Regions from separate parts of the Sus scrofa genome. Here region 2 is linked to region 1. The links are chromatin contacts, called in public Hi-C maps. All regions are on one chromosome and are shown on one strand. The core of a region is the stretch at or near the end of the contact, and the rest is flanking DNA. Distances in the headings are between cores, read along the strand shown. Region 1 has its middle 100 kb from the start of OLIG3. Region 2 has its middle 92 kb from the start of IFNGR1.

Region 1 (6,049 bases), core at 1,964-4,463:
GGCTCATTTCACTCAGTAGGAGAGTCTCTAGTTCCATCCATGTTGCTGCAAATGGCATGATGTCATTCTTTTTTATGGCTGAGTAGTATTCCATTGTGTATATATACCACCTCTCCCGAATCCAATCATCTGTCGCTGGACATTTGGGTTGTTTCCATGTACTGGCTATTGTGAATAGTGCTGCAATGAACATGCGGGTGCACGTGTCTCTTTTAAGTAGAGTTTTGTCCGGATAGATGCCCAAGAGTGGGATTGCAAGGTCATATGGAAGTTCTATGTATAGATTTCTAAGGTATCTCCAAACTTTTCTCCATAGTGGCTGTAACAGTTTATATTCCCACCAACAGTGCAGGAGGGTTCCCTTTTCTCCACAGTCCCTCCAGCACTTGTTACAAAATCCTTTCTTGAGTGCAATATGACAGACAGCCAATATTAAACACACACACACACACACACACACACACACACACACACACCCCTCACAGAACTAGGGCTGTTCTGGTTGAAATGAAAGCAAGGGTGATAGGAGGATGGTGGCTGTCACTTTCCTTCTCCACACCCATCCCTGAGCCAAAGATATGCCTGTGGACGTCCAGGACTCTGTGGGCTATAGTTTAAATTCCACTCATCATACTATCCTTTTCACTTTATACTTCCCCTCCAGCATTTACTGACTACTTTGTCATTGTTTTATATTTATGCACAGGAAGGAAGTTCATAATAGTAACGATCCCATACAGTTTGAATATTTATTATGCACTGGCTTGCTTGCTAAGTGTTTTGCAGTCATTATTTCATTTAATCTACCCCAGGAAGTTATTGTCGCATCCCATTTTGGAGGGAAGAGAAACTTAAGTCTACATAACTTAAAAAAGCTTGCTTAGGCCAACACCTGGTAGATGGCAGAATGGGGATTCAAATCAGCAATGACCAAAGGCCTGGGCTTGCAATTAAAGTGGCAATCTGGATTGGGATTGATTCATCTTTGGTTGAGATTCTTTTTGTTTACAGGCATTTTTTTTTTCTTTTCATTTTGGTCTTTTTTTGTCTTTTTATGGCTGAACCTGTGGCATGTGCAAGTTCCCAAGTTAGCGGTCAAATCAGAGCTATAGCTGCCAGCCTACAGCGCAGCCTCAGCAGAACCTGAGCTGCGTCTGCAACCTACTTCAAGGCAACGCTGAATCATTAACCCACTGAGCGAGGCCAGGGATTGTACCTGCATCCTCATGGATACTAGTTGGGTTTGTTACCACTGAGCCACGGCAGGAACTCCTTATGGGCGTTTTTTAAAACTGCAAACTTCTCTAGGAGGGATTAATGGCTATCAATTATTTACATGCGAATCTGAACTCATTTTTCTCTGATTGCTTTACTCTTAGCTCTTCACTGTAGCTGAGAGGAACTTGGCGTAGTGACAAAGACATTCGTTGGAGTCAAACTGTTGGGCTTTGAGAATCTGCGGAGTCCTGGGCAAGCTATCTAACTCCTCTGTGTCTCAGTTTTTTCACTGGTAGAATGGACATTGTAATAAAACTCATCACATAGATATGTTGTGTGGATTAGATGAGTTGACTTATGTAAAGTATTTAGACATGCTTGGTGCATAGAATGCACTAAATATTTCTTTTTTCTTTTTATAGCTGCATGCTCGGCAAATGGATATTCCTGGGCTAGGGATCAAATTGGAGCTGCAGCTACTGGCCTACACCCAGCCATAACAATGTGGGATCTGAGCTATATTTTCGACCTACACCACAGCTCATGGCAACACCGGATCTTTAGCCCACTGAGTGAGGCCAGGGATTGAACCCACATCCTCATGGACACTATGTCGAGTTCTTAACCCACTGAGCCACCATGGGAACTCCTAAATAAATATTAACTATTATTATGAACTTCAGTGAAGGAAAATGTATTAAATTTGTTTTGATTGTCATTGTCTTTTGGAAAGGAGGGAAGTTAAATTTTCTGCGTGGTTTGGGTTGCTAGCTTGGGCGCCCAGGGCAGTTGTATTGGGAGGATCTGAGCATTTGGCAGAGGCTTTTACCCTGGCTGAAGAGCGATACAGGCAAGGGCATTAAAGAGCACATTTCAAAAATGTGCTTCAGGAGTTCCCATCGTGGTGCAGCGGAGGTGAGTCCAATTGGGAACCGTGGGGTTGCGGATTCAATCCCTGGCCTTGCTCAGTGGGTTAAGGATCGGGTGTTGCCGTGAGCTGTGGTGTAGCTTGCAGACATGGCTCAGATCTGGCATTGCTGTGGCTCTGGCATGGGCTGGCGGCTCTGATTGGACCCCTAGCCTGGGAACCTCCATGTGCCACGGGTTCGGCCCTGAAAGGACAAAAAAGACCAAAAAAAAAAAAAAAAAAAAAAAAAGTGCTTCAGATCTGCTGTCTCTGGGTCAGGGTAATAGAATCTTTGTTTCTTTCACTTCTCTCTTGTATCTCTTGTCTTCAGGTCTGGACTCAAGTTTGAGCTATAGATAAGCTGTACTATCTGTTAGGAAGGATTTTCTGAGCAGGCATGAGACTCTGGTGCTAACACAAATGAGAACATATTACCTCAACTCAAAACTTACTTTCCAATGAACAACTAGGTGTTTGGTCAGCTTTTCCCATCCAATTCTCAGGGCTCAGTCTCCAAAAAGAAAAGCTAAGGACACACAGAACAGAGGTCACTCACTGCCTGGAAGAAAGCACGGAAGCTCAGCCCTGAAGCAGGTGAGAAACCAAAGTTTCCTTCCCTTATAGGTTAAGAAGTTGACCTAAGCAGAGACTTTGGTTAAGGAATACGCTTCTGAGAGCGTTTCCAGGTTACCTCTCTGGATGGATGCTCCTAATGGAGGCAGAATCCAGTTTTTTTTTTTTTTTTTTTTCTTCCACTTTGCCAGATGATTTAGAACTGACTGTCCTTTATAACTAAATTCTGGTTAAGTATATAATCTTAATCAGCAAACCTGTTCTCAGATCACTAATTAAACATGAGCGGAAAATAAAAGACACAAAGATATATCATCTATAAGTTGATTTAAATTAATTTAACTTCTATAGGGATAAAGCTCCATGTGCCACTGGGGAAAGTCCTCTCAGAGGGCACAGGGGTCAGTTACAGATTTGCCCTCCCGCCCTTCCCCGCTGAACCTCTGCCCTGTCAGAGGAGACTACATTTCCCAGGCTCCCTTGCTGCTCTCTTTGGGCCATTGGGCCAGTGAGCGTCCCTGGTGGAGGACTGGAGGCACTAAAGGCACTGAAAGAAACTGGGTGCTTCCCAAGTCGTCTCTGAAGCCATGCTGCCCTGTGGCTCCAGTTCCCTCTGCCTAGCTCCTGCCACGGTGGTCCCAGCTCCTGGCAGGAGTCCTCATCCTTGTCCTAAACTCCTGCCAAACAGCCCTAGCTCATCACTTCCAGCAATTACACTTCCTCAATTGTAGAAGCAGCTTGCTGCTATCGCGAAGCTCTGGGTTACGACCAAGCTCGCATCTGGCTCCTCATCTCTCCCAATGTAACCAGTTTCCTGTATCTAACCCCTCAGTGTGAAAGAGCTACATGGGTTTCTGTTTTTGCCTTCCTTTTATTCTGGCATGTATCTAACTACTTCAGAGAGGAAGAGCTTTGGTCATTCTTTAGAGACAAGGAAGAGGAAGCACCATTTCCACTTACTATTTTTACCTTGTCTAGGACATATTATTTCTTCATTTTTGTCTCTCATAATAGATAGTTTTATGGAGCAAACAGTGACTCAGCAAATATTTCTTTTGTTTGTTTGCTTTTTTTTTTTTTAAGGGCCACATGTGCAGCATATGGAAGTTCCCAGGCTAGGGGTCCAACTGGAGTTGTTGCCACCAGCCTATGCCACAGCCACAGCAACGTGGGATCAGAGCTGCATCTGCGCCCTACACCAATAATTTCATAGCAACGCTGGATTCTTAACCCACTGAGCGGGACCAGGGATCGAACCTGCATCCTCAGGGATACTAGTCAGGTTCATTACCCTTGAGCCAGAATGGGCTCCTATGAATCAGCAAATATTTCTTAATACTTCCTTCCTTTCTTTCTACTAGGAGAGTTATGCTTAGCTCATTTCCATAACACACAAGTGCAGTTCATCCTAATAAAGGCAGCTGAAGCCTGAACTTTCTAGACTCTGGGTCTTTTCTTAGGCTTTTAAGATGTCTGCATCATTCTCTCTCACATGCAGACACAAGAATGGAGGCTGGGGCATGAATGCTGCCCCCTTAGAACCTTCCACGTCCTGCCTAAGTGCTTCACTGACCACTGTGAGCCCAGGAATCATCACAGGAGCAAGTAAGACCATGCTGCAGAAGGTACACTGACAGTATAGGTCCGTAATGGGCACTTGCCCATCTGTCGTATAGTTAGTTTTTTCCTTTTTAATAGAGTAGCTTTAGAGGCATTACAACATCTGAAGGGCCACACCAAAGGGGCCAGAGATGGCCTCATTAACAGAAGACTTGAAGATAGTCCTTACTCAGACACTCTAAGAGAGAGACGTGTGTTTTCTGTCCTTTAGAAAATGCCATTTTTTTTCTGGACGCCTTCCCTCCTTTCTTTCTTTCTTTTCTTTTCTTTTTTTTTTTTTTTTTTTGCTTTTTTTAGGGCTGCACCCATGGCATATGGAAGTTCCCAGGCTAGCGGTTGAATCAGAGCTGCAGCTGCCAGCCTATGCCACAGGCACAGCAACATGGGATCCGAGCCATGTCTGCGACCTACATCAACAGCTCATGGCAACGCCAGATCCTTAACCCACTGAGTGATGCCAGGGATCGAACCAGCATCCCCATGGATCCTAGTTGGGTTTATTACCACTGAGCCATGACAGGAACGCCTGTCTGGACATATTTCTAATGATTCTGCTTTAATAATCATATTTTACTTAGCTCTGAAAGAGTAAGTTTCTCTGATGAGCCACAGGAAAAATATCAGACTCTCAGCACATAATAGAAATAGTACAACTAAGCTTACAGAGTACTTTAGAATTTGCAAAGTACTTTCATAAACATTAGCTCAATCTTGCTGAGGGTTTGGAAAGTTGTTTTGGCAGTAAAAAAAAATTAAGACCTAGAGGTGCTGCCCTCAAATCATTTCAGAATTGAGATGAAATAACTTTTTAGGTACACCCTGCTCCTGTACAGGCAGTCATTTTCTTTTGATGTAATACTTGCTGCCTTTCAGGGAAATCCTTTATAACATTTGAGTCTTACTTTAACGGGGAGACAACATCAGACCTTCTGGCTATGGAGTCCTGGGCCATCTTTTGCTGTGTTGGAAGGAAAGTTTCAAAATTATTTGCCTAGTTAAGCAATTGACTCCTTTTGCTTTATTAAGCTCAGTCTCGTTATATCAAGTGTTCTTGCTGTGTTTCTTGGTAATGAGGCTTTTTAAGCTATTGTAGTTCAATAGAGACAGATAAAATATAACAATAGAGACAAGTGAATTTAATGACATGTACAATCTCAAATTTATGCTTCTCTATATGGTGAGCCTATTACTCTCTTCTTCTCTTTTCTTTTCTTTTCTTCTCTTTTCTTTTTTTATGGCTGCCCCTGTGGCATAAGGAAGTTCCTGGGCTAGGGATCGAATCTGAGCCACAGCTGCAAACTGCTGCAGCTGTGGCAACACTGGATCATTTAACCCTCTGTGCCAGGCCAGGGATCAAACCTGTGTCTCTGCAGTGACCCAAGCCAGGGCAGTTGGATTCTTAGCCCACTGCATCACCACAGGAACTCCTACTTTTTAAATATATAAAAGAGAACTTTCCACTGATTTTTTTTTTTTTACTCTTCCAGTCCCATGGCCATGCCTAGTGTAAGATTGCATAGGTTATCATGAAATCCTGAGATTTTCATCAATGTAAAAACAAACCCAAACTTGTTTCCAAACCTGCCTGATTGAAAATTAATTCTACCTTAATATGTACCATTTCCTTGTAAAGCAATGGGGTTCTCTTTTTTAGACAGAAGGAAATATCTTCCCTAGAGTTAAACACTCAAAATAATGGCTGTACGATTCATGCATCAGATTCTTTCTGAA
Region 2 (6,049 bases), core at 1,341-3,840, 250 kb after region 1:
GTTGGAAGCAAAGCAAGGAGATGCACAGTGTACTGGTTTTAAAACAACAGTTCTGATGGGACTGGGGAAAATTTAGTGTCTCAGGGAGCATCTGGCCATGTCGCAACACATGTTTGGTTGTAACAGTGGAGGAAGAGGCATTACTGTCCCTTGGAGGCAGAGGCCGGGACGGTGCAAAACATCCTGCAACGCACAGGACAGTCCCCTACCACTAAGAATGATCCAGCGACAAATGCCAGAAGCACCCAGGTTGAGACAGGGTGGCTTGAGATTAAAAAAAAAAATCCAATAAGAAAAATAGTCTTCTGTCTCTGTAATGATTCCTTTTCAGACTAGTCTAAACATGGTGGCAGTAATGTCAAGCTGAAGTTTGCTCAGTGCACAATTCTGAATTGTGAGAAGATTACAATAGTTCTGGGTGGAAATATTAAGTGTTTAAATATATATAATATCTCTAATCCTGGGCTGGATATAGCCCTGAAATAACTCGTCTTTTCATTATTTATAACTTTTAAATTACAAAAGGTACCATAAAATCTTGCTTGGGCTAAAAAAGTTACTTTTCTTCTTTCTGTTAGGAAGTTTTGAATCCTTCATCTTAGATGATATGGGTACTGGGGATTTGGAGCAAATTCAGCATCCAAAATAGACCATACATCACAGAAAACGATGCAGGAATAGTAAAGACATGAGTGTAAGGTCATCCAGAGTCTTAAATGTTTAAGTTTAAATGTGTGTTTCTTAAAGCTTCTCTATTTTAGTCAAATTGGGTTCTTCCCTATAAAACACAGATACTGAATCCAAACAAGATTACACAAATGATACTGAAGAGAATACAGAACAGATTTAACAGATGGTTTAGTGGTGTGTCAAAACCTAAATAAGGAGTTCCCATTGTGGTGCAGTGGAAAACGAATCCAACTAGGAACATGAGGTTTCGGGTTCGATCCCTGGCCTCAATCAGTGCGTTAAGGATCTGGCATTGCCATGGCTGTGGTGTAGGCCGGTGACTACAGCTCTGATTAGACCCCTAGCCTGGGAACCCCCATATGCCGTGGGTGCAGCCCTGAAGAGAAAAATATAAAATAAAATAAAATAAAATAAAATAAAATATAAAAAATAATAAAAGCATTAGAAGTGTACTCATTAATAAATGCCACTATGTATGCACCGCTAGCTTGCTCGCTAAAAACCAACTACTCGTGGAAGAAAAAAATAAAGATACTTCATGTTCCTATCTTACATGAGTCTCTCTAATACAAAAAAGCATTGAGACTGAGTCTATAATGTTGACCGCACGGTTCAGGATTGCATTGTTACATTTGATTCTCTGTTGATGGCAGAGGGGCTTCTCGGAATCTAATGTGAAAAATCAAGTTGTGTTTTCCATGGGGCAATTCCTATAAGCAAAATTTTAAACACACTTTTAATAAAAACCTATGAACATGTAATGCTTTCCGGTTGATATGGCTAGATGAAAAACCATTAATTTTTTTTGCATGGAAAATTTATGACCACAAAGTCAGGATATATCAAAGAGTTTGGCCAAGGCACACCAATAAAGCATTCACCTACTGGGTTATATTAAAACAGGCCAAGATAAAAGTAAAGTTAGTTCATTTCTTCCCATCACAACAAAAAGGTTGATAAAGAACATACTTGATATCAAACAGAGCTTCCTGCTGGCTTCAGTTACCTGGGAGTTTGGAGCCTGTGGTTTGAATAATGTTTTCCCTACAATAGGAATGACAGCAGAAGTGTGGAGAGACGGATGGGGCTTCCTGCAGGCTCAGCTTTTAGAGTTCAAACTCATTCTTTATTCCCAAGTAGAAACGATAACAAATGTGTAAATAAATAGTCACTGATCTTCTGATGTTCCTTTTTCAGTGCTGGGAATTACATGACAGTTCCCCTAGCAGAGGTGAGCTGACTTGCATCAAACTGCATTCTGTAAGTTTTCAAAAGAGTTAGCAAAGAATTAGTTTTTCATAATTTCACTTGAAAATAAATGTCTGTACGTGGGATTCCTGAAGAAATAGGGTTTAGGCAGCTAGGGCATTGACTAAAGATGTTTCGATGATGAAAAACATTAAACTTATAATACTAATGGACTTTACACATGCCTAAGTTCTAATTTTAATAACTATGGCTTTAGCTCCTCAATTCTGAAAAACATTTGGCCAGAAAAATGAAATTTTAACAAAAACATTTAAATTTTAATATGAAATATAATACCTATACTAACATTCATACTTTTTGGTCCACAAGGAATGCTTAGATAGCAAAGAGGTATCTACTTGATGTTCAGATACTTAGCTACTATTTATCTGATTTTCAAACGAGTCAATAAAAGTACAGAGAATACATTTTGTAATCATACACTTTGCCCTCTGTTTCCAACCATTAGAATGCAAATTATATTACCAGTCCAATTTTTTAAATCTATGTAGTTCCTATGACTTAGCAGTTAAGTTTCAAGTAATGCCCGGAGGAAAATACTTTAACTTCTGATAAACTAGCCTGTAAGTTATAGGCAAGTGGAGACAAAGGAAATTTCAGCATAGGTCTGATTGAGCTGTAGAGCAATTCTGAGTGACCACCAGAGGGCAGCATCCTCCAATGGTTGTGGGCCGGGGAGCGGCGAGGGTAGAATGGAATTTAGCTGAATCTATTTAATAATTCAAAGTCTCATACAGTTTACTAATTTCCCGAATCGAAACCCAAAAGTGTGAGAGCAAGGATTTCTTTCTTAAACTTAAAAAAAGTTTGGGTTTTTTTAAAGTTGTTTTAAATTTGAAAAAAATCCGAAACAGAAATAACACTTTATAGCACTTAACCATGTGCCCAGCACTGTTCTAAGTGCTTTATGTGTATTAATTAACTTAGTCCTCATAACAACCCTGCAATGTGCATACAGTTATTACCCCCAATCTTTCAGATATGGAAATGGAGGCATAGAGAGCTTCAGTCCCTTGCTCAAGCCAAGTGGTGGAGTTGGGATTCAGACCAAAGCAGTTGGTCCCAGAGTCCAGGCATAAGACATCGCTATTAGAATTGAGACTTTTCTCCTCCACTGAGTCATTAGGCCTCTCTGATAAACTGTGGTCAGGAGAGTAAATTCTTCCTCTCACCCTATCTTCTTGAAAGATACAATTCCATTTTTTCTCTTATTGTCCATAATAATAACTCATCTGTATTTTTTTTAATGCATTTTGTGGGAGTTCCTGCCGTGGCACAGTGGTTTAAGAAATTGCAGAGGTTCAGGTCACTGAAGAGACACGGGTTCGATCCCCATCCTGGTGAGGTGGGTTAAAGGACCTGGCATTGCAGCAGCTGTTGCATAGGTCACAGCTGCAGTTCAGATTCAGTCCCTAGCCTGGGAACTTCCATATGCCACACGTATGGCCACCAAAAAAAAAAAAAAAAAAAAAAGTTTTTGGTATTTCATTGAAATTCACACCATTATACATGTATCTATCCTATTACTCTTCCCAGAGATAATGAGGTCCATTTTAAGTTTTGAGTTTTCAGAAGGCACAAACCTAAATGTGCACAAAAATAAAGACTGGAGCCTCTGCCAGCACTGGGCCCATAAACTGATTAAACCAACAGCCCACATATGGTGGGAAAGAAAGAATATCTACAAAGGAATATATTATTAAATCCTCATCATGATGTCGGGAAAAAAGCGACCAAAGAACTACTACTGATTTCAAGTTAAAATAGAATTGACTAATCAAAAATCTAAGATCTAAACAACTTGAAGTTCCAACCCTTATAAAAGACAGAAATAGCAAATTGATATGAAGTAATTCCGTGGAGAAAGCTATTCCTTCATTCACTCACTCATTCATTTGACAATTATGAAGTGTTAGAGGCACAAGGAGTAACATCTCCACAGAGCAGAGCCTTGAAGTAGGAGTAGGATTTTCCTAGAAGTGGAAAAGAGGGAGCGCTTCCTAGCAAAGGGATCAATAAAAGCCAAGTCCAGGGTAATGGAAGAGCAGGGTGTGTTTGGGGAATAGCAAAAAGGCGTAATTGGCTGAGGCTTGTGGTCTGTGGAGGGAGATGGGGCTGCAAACCTAAAGGGCAATGGCTGTGAAGAACCTGGAAGGAAAATCTTAAGAGGGGACTCGGCGTTTTTCTTGTAGGAAACGGAGAAAGAGTGGATTAAATTCTAAAGCTGAACTAAAGTGCACATCGAGTATGCAAGTAAAAGGTCAGCTTTGGATGTGGTCTTGAGATTCACGTGAATGACGGAACAATGAGTTCCTTTAGGTTCACAGATGCTACCGGATCGGGAAAGCAGGCTAACATTTTAATTGTCTTGATGGGAGAAGCAACGATTAAAAAGTAGTAAGTTAATATCTATGAAATAGAAATGGACCCACAGACATAGGGAACAGGCTTGTGGCTGCCAAGGGGAAGGCGAGGCAGGAGAGGGTTGGACTGGGAGTTTGATATTAACAGATGCAAACTACTGCGCATAGGATGGATAAAGAACAAGGACCTACTGCATAGCACAGGGAACTATACCATATCTTACAATACGCCATAATGGAAAAGAATGTGAAAAAGTATATATATGTATAACTGAATCACTTTGCAGTACAGCAGAAACGAACACAACATTATAAATCAATTATATTTCAGGAGCGCCCATCATGGCACAGCGGAAACGAATCCAACTAGGAATTATGAGGTTGCAGGTTCAATCCCTGGCTTCACTCAGTGGGTTAAGAATCCAGCGTTGCTGTGAGCTGTGGTGTAAATCACAGATACGGCTTGGATCTGGCATTGCTGTGGCTGTGGTGTAGGCCGGCATCTGTAGCTCCAATTAGACCCCTAGCCTGGGAACCTCCATATTCTGTGGGTGGCGCCTTGAAAAGAAAAATATCCTTTTTTTTTTCTTTTCAAATTTAAAAGAAAGAAAGTAAAGACAAAAGAGGAGAGGAAATAAGTTAGGACCAAATAAGGGCATTTAAAGAAAAGCTAAAAGAAGTAATGTCACCAGAACATGCACGGAATGTTAGAAAATGACCATCTGTTTGCCAGTTAAAATCCATCAGTCTCAGACCAGCAGAATGATCAAGAGCACCCAGATATCTACATCAGAACTTTCTGAACATAAACACGTGCCCCTCAAGCATTTTGAATGCCTACTATGTTCAAGGCCCTTTGCTAGGAGTGAGTAATCAAAGACAACATGCTTGCCATCAAGTCTGAAGTTGTACAGGCACAGGGAAGAGGGGACAATTGAACAAATCATTGCTCTGCAATTGAGACATTCAAATGAAGAGCTGTCTGCACAGTCTCGTGATAGTAGAAAATAGGGCCCTCTTCATTCAGAAGGTTTCCCAGGTTATTGTTCTCTGGAACTCTTAGGGTCAATTACGTTTATCCTTTCCTCCCCTCTTTTAGAAAATTCTATTTATCTCTCAAGACTCGTTTTTCTGAGGAGGTCACTAATTCTTCCTTCACCCCAGCTCTTAATAATCTCCAGCCTGCTGAGTGATTGTCACAATCCTGTTTGTGAGATAAATTGTGTGAGCTGAATTGGAGAGGAACACAACTCTAGACAGGTTACTGAGTGAGTTAGATTCCATTATTTGTTCTTAATTTTTATTCCCTGCCTACTTTTGTCACATTCACCGACAGGCATAGGATACTTCCTCACCCCAATATCTCGGAGCTTGGTCAAGAGACTCACTTTGGCCAACAGAATCCTACTGGGCATATGCCACTTCCAAGCAGAATCTTTGTAAGTGTGAGTGATAGGCCTCTGTCCCCCTTGAATTTCTGCCCTTGGCCATAAGATTAGCAACCCTCAGATAAAGCTGCTCCTTCAGCCTAGACCTCAGATTGAGAAGACCTAGAAAGCCCAGCCAAGCTCATCCAAACCCAACCTTGTCTAACCAAGCCCAAGGTCAACCTGTAATCCTCACCAAGTGTGAGCAAGAGATGAATGTTTGCTTTGTTAAACTACTAAGATTTGGAGATTGTTGTCCCAATAATTGTTGCCTCAGGCAAAATATTGTGAAAATCCAGG

Evidence for each region. A called contact is a pair of places that touch in the nucleus more often than the background predicts.
Region 2: a Hi-C map of alveolar macrophages shows a contact between it and region 1, with 3 times the contacts expected there. The contact joins two enhancer-like sites. A contact is called at or near these places in 13 of 47 Hi-C or Micro-C datasets (alveolar macrophages, brain, embryonic fibroblasts and 8 more) and 2 of 2 datasets of contacts at active chromatin or transcription factors (alveolar macrophages and skeletal muscle).

Annotation. Positions count from the first base shown.
Region 1 is chr1:26,696,673-26,702,721 of Sscrofa11.1, forward strand. No RefSeq gene overlaps it. Among named protein-coding and RNA genes, the nearest start is that of OLIG3, 100 kb to the right of the region's middle. Within about 2 kb of position 3,214, at least 18 of the 83 cell types and tissues checked have an H3K27ac peak or open chromatin away from gene starts, as enhancers often do. A contact at or near this core is called in alveolar macrophages, where this site is marked.
Region 2 is chr1:26,942,576-26,948,624 of Sscrofa11.1, forward strand. No RefSeq gene overlaps it. Among named protein-coding and RNA genes, the nearest start is that of IFNGR1, 92 kb to the right of the region's middle. Within about 2 kb of position 2,591, at least 3 of the 83 cell types and tissues checked have an H3K27ac peak or open chromatin away from gene starts, as enhancers often do. A contact at or near this core is called in alveolar macrophages, where this site is marked.